Linked DNA regions of Mus musculus: all the other regions are linked to region 2. Evidence: chromatin contacts called from public promoter capture Hi-C data. All regions are on one chromosome and are shown on one strand. The core of a region is the stretch at or near the end of the contact, and the rest is flanking DNA. Distances in the headings are between cores, read along the strand shown. Region 1 holds the start of Zfp653 (zinc finger protein 653). Region 2 holds the start of Slc44a2 (solute carrier family 44, member 2). Region 3 holds the start of Epor (erythropoietin receptor).

Region 1 (2,700 bases), core at 98-2,597, 750 kb before region 2:
AGTCTCTTGATAGTATCTGAGCAGCGGGTGGCATGGCCAAGGGAAATGTAGAACATTTATGTGGCACAGGGAGCTGGCTGTGAACTCATGGAGGTGCTCAGAGTACGTCACAGTGGTGAGACACAAACTCTTCTCCTAACAGTGACAGAAGGCCCTGTCTTCGCCATGTGCATGGCTGGTGCCCATGATCAGGCAACATTGATCAAGTGGATCCAAGGCTTGCAGGAGACCAACCCAACCCTGGCACAGATCCCAGTGGTATTCCGCCTGGCCAGGTCCACGGGGGAGCTCCTGACAACTTCAAGGCTGGAGGGACAGTCCCCTCCCCACAGTCCTCCCAAGGGGCCTGAGGAAGATGATGAGACCATTCAGGCAGAGCAGCAGCAGGGGCAAAGTTGAGTCAGATAGAGCTGGCATGAGGAGAAAAGACTGGGCTGGTATGAAATAATATGGAGAAAATAAAAAAATCAAAACCTCTTCCCTGGCCCTGTGGCTTCCCTTCGTATGTTCTGCATGGGCTCTTTTGGGTTTACCACCTTGGGACCCTTTTTTAAACTTGTCTTTTCAAAAATTCCATTTATAGATGGGCGTGGTGGCACACGCCTTTAATCCCAGCACTCGGGAGGCAGGCAGACAGATTTCTGAGTTCGAGGCCAGCCTGGTCTACAGAGTGAGTTCCAGGACAGCCAGGGCTACACAGAGAAACCTTGTCTCGAAAAACCAAAAAAAAAAAAAAAAATCCATTTATATATTTATGGTATGGGAGGGATGTGTGGAGGTCAGAAGACCATTTGCTGGAGTCTGTTCCGATATATGACCCTGTGAATCTCGGAAATGTAACTCAGATTGTCAAGTATGCCAGCCATCACCTTACCTGCAGAGCCGACTTGTTGGCCTTTAAAAACATCTTTTAAATGTATTTACCTTTATTTTATGTGCATTGGTGTTCTGCATGTATATATGTTTATGTGAGAATGGTAGATCTTGGAATTACAGACAGTTCTAGCTGCCATGTAGGTGCTGAATTTGAGCGCAGGTCCTCTGGAAAAGCAGTGAGTGCCCTTAACCAGTGAGCCATTTCTCCAGCCCTTTTGAAAAAATCTTTAATCACATTGCCGAAGAATTCAATAGAGAGGCAAGGATTACCTGAGTTTCAGTACCCAGTGCCTCTACCTCCCAAATAACTGACTTGTCAACAGAACGCACTTCCATGGCCTGGGCCGGACGGACTACGCGCATGCGCAGCTATGGCTAGTTGTCCCCGTTTGGCGCCGCGGGCAGAGAAGACCCTGTGAGAAATCTCCCGGCGGCGCAGACTAGGCGCGCCACTTCCGGTCGAGGCTCCTAACAACGGGGGAGGCCGGTAACCAGGGAGGGGGGGATGGCGGAGCGGGCTCCAGAGCCCGGGGCGGAGGCGGAGGCGGGCGCAGGCGGGGAGGCGGCGGCAGAGGAAGGCGCGGCAGGCAGAAAGGCGCGGGGCCGGCCGCGGCTCACCGAGTCGGACCGGGCCCGGAGGCGGCTCGAGTCCCGGAAGAAGTACGACGTGCGGCGCGTGTACCTGGGCGAGGCGCACGGCCCCTGGGTGGACCTGAGACGCCGCAGCGGCTGGAGCGACGCCAAACTTGCCGCCTACCTCATTTCGCTGGAGCGTGGCCAGCGTAGCGGTCGCCACGGGTAAGGGGGCGCGGGGCCGGGAGAGGGAGGGAGGGAGAGAAGAAGCCGGGGGAGGGACGAAAAGGGCAGCGGCCCCGCCCCCGGAGCGTGAAGCCCCACCCCCGGGCCGCCTGGCGGCCCTCGGTCTCGGGCTTAGGCAACCCAGACCCCTCACGCGCCTCCTCGCGGCTCCGCCTCCGACCCATTGACTACCCAATGCAAGCCTGTGCCCCACCCCTCTGCCCGCCTTCGGAAGCTCCGACTGGCCCGTCTGAAGAGTCGACCCGCCTCCACTGGCCTGGCCTGGGGCTGGCTCTCAGGTGTAAACCTCCAAAGGTGCTGGGCACTCTGATTTTCTGCGTATGAGTGCCTTGCCTTCGTGGATATATGTGTACCACGTGCATGAACTACCTGCAGAGGTCAGAAAAGGGTGTCGGATCCCCAGAAACCACCATTGTGAACCACCATGTAGGTTGTGGGAACCAAACCCGGATCCTCAACAAGAAAGCAGCCTTAACCCAGCCACCTGTTTCAACAACCTTGTCAGGGTTACTTGTGTGCATCCTGAGTGCTGGGACTAAAGGCATGTGCCAGGCTTGGTGTGAGGGCACTTTTATTCTTGTGTATGTGTGCGTGTGTGGTGTATGTAGGCCCACATAAGGAGGTGGGAAGACAGCTTTGCAGAGCTAGTCCTCTTCTACCACGTGCCCTCTAGGGATCAGACTAAGACCATGAATGGTTCACCACGCTGTAGTTGTCAGACCTATTGGTAAACTGTCATGTGCAGCTTGCCACACTGAGAAGCAGGCTCTGAAAGTGTAGATGGCCTCTCCTGTTTGAGACTCAAGCATGTCTCTCTCAGTGTCCTCCAGGAAGAGACAAGGACAGCAGAAGTGCCCAAGAGTAAAAACCCCATGCCCTTAAGAACAGCTAGAAGGTGGAGCATTTCCAATAGAGGTTACTCCTGCTGTCTCACAGTGCAGGTGTCCACAGTGGGAAGACAAGCTGGATGCTAAGCCATGGAGGGAAAGCTCACCCTGGGACTCC
Region 2 (2,700 bases), core at 44-2,543:
GTTGCACAGCAACCCAAGAGCCTGGGGCTTCAGACCTTCTAGTGGTCTGGGGGCTGGCAACTTCAAGCTGGGAGAGCCCTGAAAGGCTAGGTCTTGCTACCTTCCTTTAGGCCAGGAAGGGTGTGTCACAGCCTCTGGGACCTGTCTATTCTTTTTTTTTCCTCCCCCTGGACCGCACAGACCCAGGAAAGAGGAGGAAGGCAGAGAGCCTACTTGCTTTTCTAGTTATTTTTGAACCATTTCCGGCCCCCTCCCCAAGACTCTAGAGTCTAGCAGTTTCCAGGAAGTTCCAGTCACACAAAGTGGTATATCAGGGGGAGGGATAGAGCCCCTCTGCCAGAGTCTCAGCTATGCCTCTTAAGGCTTGTGGCCGATTTAGGCCCAAGGAACCTAAAATAGATAAGAGGAAGGAGGCTCAGAGTTCAACACCCAGTCCGTGGGAACCCGGAGTCGGGTAGGGTGAGAAATCCGCATCTTGGCCCCACCCCCAGCTCCAAGTGGCTAAGGCCACCTCAGGCCTTACTGAGGTCCGGGTCTCCTGGAACCCTTAAAATTACAGGCACCTGCAACAATCAGCACAGGCAGGGAAAGTTTCTGCATTGCTCCCCGCCTGCCCGCCTCGTCTCTGACCTTCCCTGTCGCATTAGGCACCTAATTCCAGTTATACGGGACTCTTCAGCCTTGCCTCAGTTTCCCCATCTAGTACTAAGCTTGGAGTCGCTATTCTGGATGTAAATGGCGAAGATGTGGAGGACACTTGGGTCTTAAGGAGACGGGACATGTGGCGAGGTCGGGCCCCATTCTTGCCCACACCCCAAGCTAAGATCGCCTCGCATCCCCTCCCCCGCCCATCACCTAATTCTCCCAGATAACGGGACCTCCAGGCGAGGAGCATGCGCCATAAGTCCCGGCTCATCGCTCAGGAAGGGAGTAAGCTTGAAGATCCCCGAAAAGAGACACGGGGGACAACCTGGGCTAGGGCCAAGAGCTCCGGCTGAGCCAGCGCGGGATGCAGAGGCCTGAGGACGCGGACAGAAGGGCCTTCGTACTGCCTGCAGCCACGAGTGTTTTGTTTTAAGGCTCTCAGATGTTGCCCTTCCTCAAAACCCCCTCCTTCCCAAGTCAGCACAGGCGACCTACAGGCCGGAGGCTACTCCTACCATAGACTGCGTCCTTCCGATCGTCCTCCATGGCCTCAACCGAGGAGAGCTGAGTCCGAAGCCAGCGCGACCCCAACCCAAGCGGGCGGGAGACACCGCGCGCTGCTGGCCCCGCCCTGCCCCGCCTGACACCGCCCCCAGCGCGCACGCCCAAGACAGCCCCGCCCCTTAGGGGCGTGCCCAGGGAGGGGCGTTGGGGGGCAGCCACCTTCTGGTTTCCAGTCCGCTCTCTCTGTGGACAATTAGTGTGTTGCATCTGCTGGTCAGTCATTCTTTTTGTTGTTGTTGTTTTGGGTTTTGTGGGTTTGTTTTTGTTTTGTTTTTAGACAGGGTTTCTCTGTGCAGCCCTGGATGTACCGGAACTCTGTAACACGGCTGGCCTGGAACTCAAGAGATCTGTCTGCCTCAAATACTGGGATTAAAGGTGTGCTCAACCACCGCTCAGCAAGTCATTCTTTGTCCAGGTACTGAGCGCTGACTGAGCTAGGGATGCAGAAAAAGTTGTCATGTGCTCATTCATCCTATTGGTAAGATTTTGAGAGTTTGAACACAAGTCAGAAAGGAATAAAAGAGAAGGAGTGGCATGTCCCTGGGCCTCTGGGTAGGAGGTTTACGACTTTAATCTTCCAATCCCAGCACTGGGGAGGCAGAAGCTGCAGGATCTCCTTTATTATTATTATTATTATTATTATTATTATTATTATTATTTTGAGACTGAGCCTCCCTGGGGTCCTAGCTATCCTGAAAGTTGCTATGTAGACCAGACTAAGAGAGATACCCATGCCTCTATCTCTGAGTGTGGGGTTTAAAGGTGTATGCCACCATGTCCAACCTTAAAAGGTAGTTTTGAAAAACACCTATCATTCCAGCACTTGGGAGATGAAGAAGGAGGCACAGTAGTTCCAGGCTAGCCTTAGCTACACAGGAGTTTGAGGACAGCCTGGGGTACGTGAGACCCAGTCTCAATAAACAAAAATTTTCTTTGATCAGTGGAAGGTTTGAAATGTTGACAGACATGATCTAAAATAAGTTCTAGAATAACAATGATTAGGGCTGGAGCGATGTCTCAGAGGTTAAGAGCACTGCCTGCTCTCTTCCAGATCCTGTCTTTCAGAGGACCTGAGTTCAATTCCCAGCAGCCACATGGTGGTTCACAACAATATATAATGAGATCTGGTGCCCTCTTCTGGCATGCAGGCATATATGCAAGCAGAACACTATTATATACAATAAAGAAATAAATCTTGAGAAAATAAAGAATGGTTAACCTAAGCCAGGCGTGGTGGGGCACGCCTTTGATCCCAGCACTTGGGAGGCAAAGGCAGGCAGATTTCTGAGTTCGAGGCCAGCCTGGTCTACAAAATGAGTTCCAAGACAGCCAGGGCTATACAGAGAAACCCTGTCTCGATAAAAACAGAAAGAAAAAAAAAGAAAAGAAAAGAAAAGAAAAAAAGCAACCTTAGAAGTTGCTGGGCAATGGTGGCACACACCTTTAATTCCAGCACTCTGGAGGCAGAAGCAAGCAGGCAGATTTCTGAGT
Region 3 (2,700 bases), core at 173-2,672, 640 kb before region 2:
GTATGCATATGTGAACATATACATACTTGTATCTGTGTATATGTGTATATCCATATATGTGTCTGTTCATGTATGTATGTATCCATGCATCTACCCATGTATGTATGTATGTACGTACTATGTACTTATGTATGTATATGTATGCATCCACCTATCTCTGTATTTGGGGGGTTCTGGGGATAAACCCAGGGTTTTCCACCTGCTAGGCAAGTGCTGTACCACTACCCGCCATTCAACTTTGTTTTTTTTATTTTTAAGTATAGAAAGCACAGGTCTGGGGCTGGTGAGATGGCTCAGGGGTAAGAGCACCCGACTGCTCTTCCAAAGGTCCGAAGTTCAAATCCCAGCAACCACATGGTAGCTTACAACCACCTGTAACAGAGATCTGATGCCCTCTTCTGGTGCGTCTGAAGACAGCTACAGTGTACTTACATATAATAAATAAATAAGTCTTAAAAAAAAAAAGAAAAGAAAGAAAGCACAGGTCTGTGATCTGAGCACTCAGAAGCTTGGGTCAGGAGGATTGCCACAGTTCCAAGACGGCCTGGGCTATTTAGTGACATCCTGCATGGAAGAAAGCAAGCAATACTGGAGCTGTAGAGTTGGCAGAGCCCTTGCTCAGTAAGGTGAAGCTCTGGGTTCCAGTCCCAGCACCACATAGGTGGTGCATGCCTGTCATCCCAACACCCAGGAAGTGAAAGCAGGAGGACCAGGAGTCTAACATCATCCTTAGTTATTCAGGGAGCTTGATGTCAGCTTGGGATACACTGTCTCCAAAACAATCAGGGCTGGTGAGACGGATGGCTCAGGTGAGCTGGCTCAGCTGGTCAAAGATTTTTCTGCCAATACTGAAGACCTCAGCTTAATACCAGGAGCACAAGGCAGGAGAGAGCTGACTCCCCAAGTTGTTCTGTGCTGTCCACAAGCATCCTGCTGCATTTGTGCATGCACACACATGCACACACACACAAATGTAATTTTAAAAATAGTAAATATTTCATATTCCCAAATCCGTGTAATTCATAAACAGAAAACACCATAGCACGTGTCTGTCACGCTACACAGCCTGATTCCACTCACACACCCAGTTGCTAGTTGTCTTTAGGATTCTTATTTTGAACTGAGCTGGGGAAGAGATACTGGCTGGAGCGAGAGCCTCTCTTCCATCTGTGGCCTGCCGGCTGCACAGCAGGCTGGATTCACAGATGCCCGGACTAGACCTAGACGGTGAAACAACATAAGTCACTTGTCCGTGACCACATTAGCAAAGCCACCCGAAACAAAACTCTGCTGTCTGCCCCACCCCCTACACTGGTTTAGGCAGTGGCTGTGCCCAAGAAGGCCCCTGTTCCCTTGGTGGCTGTAGCTTATCTGTCCCCAGCCTGCAAGCTGGCCCCGCCCCCTGGAAGGAGCTGCCACTTAGAAGCTCCTGGTCAGCTGTGTCCGGCAGCTGCTGCTGACCCAGCTGTGGACTAGGGGAAAGGGGAAAGAGGAAAGGGAAGGAGAGGTGGGGGGGACGAAACAGGGGCGCTGGAGCCCTGAGCTTCCTGAAGCTAGGGCTGCATCATGGACAAACTCAGGGTGCCCCTCTGGCCTCGGGTAGGCCCCCTCTGTCTCCTACTTGCTGGGGCAGCCTGGGCACCTTCACCCAGCCTCCCGGACCCCAAGTTTGAGAGCAAAGGTAAGAACTGTACATGGGCAATGCTGTGGTCTGAATTCCCAGCCCGAGTCCCAGGGGCTAAATGTCCCCTGAACCTCCAGATGGGGTCCTAGGGGCCAAACTGGTGTCTGAACTCGATGAGGCATCTCAGAGTCTCCTCGCCCTGGAGTGATGCTCAGGGCAGAGGCTTAAGATTGGTTGGTTTGTTTGTTTGTTTGTTTGTTTGTTTGTTTGTTTGAAGCAGGATCTCGCTAGACATTCCAGGATGTCCTGGAATTGCTAGGATGAAAGGCATGTGTCACTCGCCTGTACTGTTTCTGGTTTTGAGGCGGCGTCTGTGTAGCCAAAGCTGCCCTCAGACTCATTATGTAATTGAGGTTGAGCTTGAATTCCTGATTCTCCTGCCTCCACCTCCAGTTGCTGGGATGACCTGCAAGAGCCAACACATTCGGCTCTGTTTCGTGTTTTGAGGGAGTCTGGGATATGGTAGAAATGGCAAGGGTAAGGTAGTGCTAGGTCCGCTCTCCTGGGGGAGGGGATCGAGCTCCCAGAGACTGTGAAACAGACCCGCTGCAGACTGTAAACTCAGTTTGGCGGGCGGATGGTGCTAGGTCCTTTGGACGGCTTGCTAGGAGGAGGAAGGGGGCGGGGGACACGGTTGGCGCTATCGGGGGACAGCCGGGTGCCTGCGGGAACCGATAGGAGGCCGAGTTCTCTGCGCTCACACACACCCGCTAGGGCGGGGCGAACAGCGCTCAACTTGCAGGGTGAGTGGGCGTGCGCACGGAGGAGTAGAACAAGGCAGGCGGGGTCGCTACTCTTGGGAGTTCTGAGGCGCCACTTTTGCAAGACCCCTCGAAGGCCCTTTTGGAGAAGAGGGCGGGGCACTAAAATTATCGGATCTGCACAGGCGACAAGAGGGAGGGTAAGGGCACCGTGGAAGGCAGACCTGGGCTTCCCTGATCTCCCCCTCCCCCCGCCATGGCTATCCCCTTTTCTAGCGGCCCTGCTGGCATCCCGGGGCTCCGAAGAACTTCTGT

Evidence for each region. Promoter capture Hi-C pulls out the DNA fragments that hold promoters and counts their contacts.
Region 1: a contact with region 2 is called in a promoter capture Hi-C map of liver, with 4 times the contacts expected there. The contact joins the promoter of Zfp653 here to the promoter of Slc44a2 in region 2. A contact is called at or near these places in 2 of 39 promoter capture datasets (both in liver) and 1 of 115 datasets of contacts at active chromatin or transcription factors (microglia).
Region 3: a promoter capture Hi-C map of hematopoietic stem and progenitor cells shows a contact between it and region 2, with 4 times the contacts expected there. The contact joins the promoter of Epor here to the promoter of Slc44a2 in region 2. A contact is called at or near these places in 2 of 39 promoter capture datasets (frontonasal cranial neural crest and hematopoietic stem and progenitor cells).

What each region holds. Positions count from the first base shown.
Region 1 is chr9:22,070,023-22,072,722 of GRCm38.p6, reverse strand. It overlaps Zfp653 (zinc finger protein 653), which reads left to right and starts at 1,347. Exons shown (of 9, transcript NM_177318.3): 1 at 1,347-1,674. The coding sequence starts at 1,382. Ecsit (ECSIT signalling integrator) reads left to right here. Exons shown (of 9, transcript NM_001253897.1): 9 at 143-477. The coding sequence ends at 399. Gm16845 (predicted gene, 16845) reads right to left here and starts at 1,721. Exons shown (of 3, transcript NR_040407.1): 1 at 1,559-1,721.
Region 2 is chr9:21,319,312-21,322,011 of GRCm38.p6, reverse strand. It overlaps Slc44a2 (solute carrier family 44, member 2), which reads right to left and starts at 1,293. Exons shown (of 23, transcript NM_001359227.1): 1 at 1,161-1,293. The coding sequence starts at 1,191. It overlaps Gm39302 (predicted gene, 39302), which reads left to right and starts at 898. Exons shown (of 2, transcript NR_166671.1): 1 at 898-1,422.
Region 3 is chr9:21,962,298-21,964,997 of GRCm38.p6, reverse strand. It overlaps Epor (erythropoietin receptor), which reads left to right and starts at 1,422. Exons shown (of 8, transcript NM_010149.3): 1 at 1,422-1,681; 2 at 2,662-2,700. The coding sequence starts at 1,567.